2 separate regions of the Sus scrofa genome follow, and region 2 is linked to region 1. A link is a contact called in public promoter capture Hi-C data. All regions are on one chromosome and are shown on one strand. Each heading gives the region's core, a stretch centred on a gene start, on an enhancer-like site or on the middle of the called end of the contact. The rest is flanking DNA. Distances are from core to core; before and after follow the strand shown. Region 1 holds the start of CISD1 (CDGSH iron-sulfur domain-containing protein 1). Region 2 holds the start of ZWINT (ZW10 interactor).

Region 1 (2,640 bases), core at 103-2,602:
TGCAACAAGGATGACTCTACTTAAGGGAGACTAATGATGAATACCCTTTGAAATAACTTTTCCAAGTAATCACCTCCTATATGCCACATTAGGAACTTAAAAACGTCATGGATTACCAACCTCACTCTGTTAGGTAACTTTTGCAACAAAACTAGGGTGCAAGTTAGTAGGGATCTTTTACACCTCCCACTCCAGATGCTCAATATTCACTAAATGAATCAAGAGCGCTATTTTTAATTGACTTCTGGGCAATCTCTTTGCCTTTACTTAACTATCATTACACGTTACCAAACCTTGAGGTGTGGCGTTATATACCTGGCAAAGATCACATGTATACTGGATGGTACACATTATTAAATTAACAATTATACTACCATCAAGAATTATTATGAAGTGAAGCCCCACATTAACTGACTTCTAGAAAGTCTAATTTTAATCGAACCTTCTGTGAAGTAACATTTTCAAACCCCAGGTACCAGCACAAGGGAAGCAAGGCTGAGAAAGGTGAAGGATCAGTGAGCTCCAACTCAGTTTTCTATCCTCTCTTGGACTACTGCCACCGAGAGCCAGATGCCAGAGGCATTAAAACAAAAACAAAAACAAAACAAAAAAACCTGGGAAAACTGAAGACCCCGGATTGGGTTTCCTTCCTTTAAAAAAACGTGTGCAAAAAACTAAGATGTGATTAGTCATGCATGCACCGCTTGATGGTTGCAGGAAATCGACGTTCTCACTCCACGGTGATTTAAGGGTTGAGAGTGGAGAAGAGGGTTTTTTGTTTGTTTTCATCTTTCCTTTTATCCAGGCCCTATGACAAAACAGGCGTCGCAGGGGATAAGAAAAACTAGCAGAGCAAGAATCGTTAGGATTTAGGGTTTAGCTAGTTTGGGGAAATGCGGTCTAAAACTGGGTAGATGCCTGCATGGCCCCCATGCCACTTATGCCTGGAGATCATACTCTGATCTTGCTCTTTTCCCCGTGCGGTCCGGGGAGCCCGAAGGCCAGCGGAACGCTTGCCCTTCTGCATCTCAAGGTTACAGGACCGGCGGGCGCGCAGAGCGAGCGGCAGTAACAGCCCAAAGAGGCGCTGAGGGATCTGCAATCGGTGCGCAGGCCGCCAGCCTTACCCACTCCCAGGCCCCACTTCACCTCGTACGCTGGAAGTCGTACTCATGGCGCCGTCGCTTGCAAGGATGTGCACTGGACGCTGAGCACAAACCGGCTCGCGCGGACAGCGGGAGTCAAGGGGCGACCAGCGACGGTCCTAAGGGCACCGACTCCAGGCTGCTACCGCGCAGGCGCCGCGACGATCGGTAAGCACGTGTGTATTATCCGTCAGGCTAGTGCTGAGCATGCGCAGAGCTGTGTCCCGGGCCTTTGGGAGATCTTGAGTCCGGATTTTGACAGCCGCAGGAGGGGGGAGGAGGGAGAGACCTAGAGAAGTAGCGACCTAGAGAGGTAGCAACTGAGTTTGCGCAATCCTTAGGCGCTTGGTTCTGGAGCCCAGGAAAAGGGCCTTTGGAATAGGGAGTCCAGGCCAGGTTTTATGTTTCTCCCAGGTGCGCGGATTTCTCTGGACCGAGAACAAGTGCTGATGTAACACTTGCCAAAATCAGATATCTAAGGTTTTACCCCACATTTTCTTGTTTAGTCTGGTACCTGCAGGGCGAAGTCCAGTTATATGAAATGCCAGTGACAGACACAGGAACCCACTGTGATGTCTCATTCTAGGCTCTCCCCTCGCTCCCACTGTGCATCCCTTTTTTCTGCCTACCCAATTCTCCATCTATTGAGGACCTTGGATCTTGCCTTAACGTAAGGGACCTTGCCTTAACACAACTTCGTGTTGAGGGAGGGGAAAAAAACCTGGCTCTTTTCATTAAGAGAAAAAAAATGATCACTTAAAAAAGATTATTCCTTATCTTTTGCAGTCTGATATAGGTGTCGGTTTCTTTTTCTTTCTTTTCTTAGTTGCTTAGGGGCACCAATTTTCGGAGGGGGTATAGTATTACTTGAAGGGTGTTTTGCAGGCGCGTCTGCTAAGAAACTGCCAGTTTTTACTCCTGTTGTATCTGTGCGGCTGGGGATTGTAGGGAGGTAATCGCAGTTAAAGGGTGGCCTCACAAGTCATCCTGGGCACAGCCACCCTCCTAACTCTCCTAACGCGGGACTGACTGGTCCTCACAATTGGGAGCCTCTGGCATCTTTGAGCCGGACCCCGGTAAGCGTGCAAACGCGCACTGAATGAATGAGGACACAACAGCCCTGCAGGCGTCACACGGCCAGTCAGGGTGGGGACAAGAAAGGCCGCCAGCGTCTTCCCAGCATCCAGGTCGCCTTCCGCTCGCCCTGGCGGCCGGGGCGCACGCCCCGCCGCGGGGGTCCCGTCGGGCGGCCTCTGGGCATGCTCAGTGGCGGCAGCGGCCGCTGGTCGCGCAGTCGGAAGCTTGCGGCGGAGGCGGCGGTGCAGGCGGCGCTGACGCGCGCGCGGCAGCTAAGGGGACTGGAGGACGGCGGGAGGGGGCGGGGGCGCGGGAGGTGGGGCCGCCGTCGCCGTCAAGGCCCCTGGGAGCGCGGGGCGCCGCAGCCGCAGCTCATCCGCTCGGATCCGTCTCCGGGGCTGCGCCGGGGCCGGCGGCG
Region 2 (2,640 bases), core at 45-2,544, 1.7 Mb after region 1:
CAGTTTATAAGGTTGTGGGAGATTGTCCCACAGTTCAATGTTGCTTTGTTCTTTTTATTTTGTATTTTAATTTTCTATTATTTCTAAGAAGCTAATTTTCTTAGTTTCTAAGGCTATGCCTTCAATTTCATTTATCTTTATTACGCTATGTTTAATCTTTCGAGGAACTACTAAACTGTTTTCCAAAAACAGATGCACCATTTTAGATTCCTACCAGCAACATCAGCAGTCCACTTTTCCACATCCTTATCTCTTATTACCTTTTTGACTACAGATCGTCTCATCTTTTTGAACTGCTAATATCCTTGTCTGTTGATTCTAACATCTATTTCTATTCTAATCAGTGATTTATTTTTCTCCTAAATATGGGTTTTCATTCCGTTTTTATTTTTTTGCCAGCTTGGTAGTTTTTAACTGGATATCAGACATTGTGAACTATACCTTATTGGTTGCTGGACATTTTCGTATTTCTAGAAATATTACTGAACTTTGGTCTGTCGTACACTTAAGTGACTTGTTAACCCTTAAATCCACTTGAGCGTTGTTTTTAAGATTTATTAGGAGGCAACAGTGCAGTGATCAGTCTAGAGCTAATGCCCTACTAAGATAAAACCCGATTGTGTACTCTAATCAAACCTGCATGGATTATGAAGTTTTCCAGCCTGGTTGGTGGAAAGTTACTATTTCTGACCCTAAGTTATCTCTGGGAATCTTTAAAATCCTTTCAGGGAAGTTTCCTCAGACACATGATGCCCAGTACTCAGTAAAATACTGGAGAAAACTCTGAAGAACCCCGTGTTCTCCCTCAGCTCAACTCTCCTTTCTGCTATACTCTGCACAGAACATTACTTGCCTTGGTTTCCCTCAGAATTCAGCTCCATCCTGTCAACACAAGTAATCCGCGGGCTCTGCCTAGGTTGCTTCTCCCTGCACCGCGTTCTGTAAAATTTTAAAGGAGTAAGTTTTTGAGCTAGTATTTGCTTCCTGGGCCTCCAGGATCATTATTCTTTACTGATGCCAAGTCTCAGAAGGCAGACCTGTGTTCTCCTTCCACAGCATAAAGGTAATACTGAGAACTGCCATACTACAAAGTTCTCCACTTTCTTGCGTAGTTTGAGAAGAACCGGCTGCCCGCTGCGAAGCGAACTCAAACCGCTTCCTCACAGCCTCCCCGCTAGTGCGCAGGCGTAGACCTTTGCGCAGGCGTAGACCTGCGCGGCCGCAGGACTCAGCAACAACTGCGCCTGCGCCAAACAGCAGGGCCCGCCAATGCGTGAATCTGTATCTTCCAATGAGGGCCCACGATAGTCCTTGTTTCCCACCCACTGACCGGACATCCAATTGTCAGCCCCGGCGCGCAGTCCGCGGGGATCCAAAGTGGACGGAGGATTGAGCCGAAGCACTGAACGGGGAAGGATGGAGGCGGCGGAGACCAAAGCGGAGGCTGCAGCCCGAGAGTAAGTGTCTACCGCCAGGTGGCAGCCAGGGATGGGCTGGGGCTGACCTTGCGCGCCCCCTCATAAAATCGGTGATCTCTGTCGACCCCTTAGAGCTTGTTGTGGTTCGGTTCCGCCGTGAAGTGATCCTGACCCTAGCCCCCCATTCTTAGGTTCTTGAGGTAACTGTTGCCTATTTCCTAGATTCATCCCTCTTCCAACACACGCTCTTTCACCGCTGCCTTCTAATGGACCGCTCCCTAACAAGGGAGAACTTTGTTCCCTTGTAAGACCGCTCCCTAACAAGGGAGAACTCTGGAGAGCCTGTGACACCCAGACCCCTGTCCTTAGCCTCTCCTCAAGTATTCTGAGACCCCGCCCCAAGCCTTGTGTTCTCTCAATGGAGGACTTCCCCATTACCCCCATTACCTGTCTCCCTTACACCTTTCAGAAACTCGGAAGTTTTCTCTTCAGTGAGACATTCCCTATTTAGTATCACAGCTCCTTCCTCACATTCCTTATTCCCTTGGCTTTTCTTATTTTTCCTTACAACACATAATCTCCGTGTGTCCTCTGTACACACACCATTCCTGGTCCCAGATGGCCCTCCAAGACTGTGTTGGATAAAAGTCAGGGCAAGACTCAGTATTAACACATATGTTCACATTTGTGCATGTACACACAAATTCTCTAGAACACAGGAGTCCGCAGTTTTCCCTGTTTTCTTATCCCTTCAGGGCCTTGGCCAAGGTGGCAGACATCCTGGAACCTACAGGTCTTCAGGAGGAGGCAGAACTGCCCGCCCAGATCCTGGCTGAGTTTGTGATGGTATGTACAAGATGGGAGCCAGCCTGTCAGAAGCCTAAGTCCTTCTGTTGAGATACTGGGCAGCATTAATGGTGAGCAAACTTCAAGGAAGCCTTGTTGACCTATAGTACTAGGAGTTAAGAATGTTCCCTGCCTCTACCCTCCCTCTGAACAGGACTCTCGGAAGAAAGACAAGCTCCTCTGCAGCCAGCTACAAGTAGTAGACTTCCTACAGAACTTCTTAATCCAGGAAGACACTGCGCAGGGCTTGGACCCCTTGGCTTCTGAAGACACAAGCCGTGAGTAGGCAAGGAGTTGGGATAAGGGCTGCTCTGAGTAAAGAAGGAAGGGAGACATCAGTCAGGTCAACTGTTTGACTGACGGGAAGACCGAGGCC

What was found. Promoter capture Hi-C pulls out the DNA fragments that hold promoters and counts their contacts.
Region 2: a contact with region 1 is called in a promoter capture Hi-C map of liver, with 7 times the contacts expected there. The contact joins the promoter of ZWINT here to the promoter of CISD1 in region 1. A contact is called at or near these places in 1 of 5 promoter capture datasets (liver) and 1 of 47 Hi-C or Micro-C datasets (heart right ventricle).

What each region holds. Positions count from the first base shown.
Region 1 is chr14:92,380,950-92,383,589 of Sscrofa11.1, forward strand. It overlaps CISD1 (CDGSH iron-sulfur domain-containing protein 1), which reads right to left and starts at 1,353. Exons shown (of 3, transcript XM_021073223.1): 1 at 1,150-1,353. The coding sequence starts at 1,174. IPMK (inositol polyphosphate multikinase) reads left to right here and starts at 2,522. Exons shown (of 6, transcript XM_021073222.1): 1 at 2,522-2,640.
Region 2 is chr14:94,093,524-94,096,163 of Sscrofa11.1, forward strand. It overlaps ZWINT (ZW10 interactor), which reads left to right and starts at 1,295. Exons shown (of 10, transcript XR_002338428.1): 1 at 1,295-1,457; 2 at 2,174-2,264; 3 at 2,419-2,542.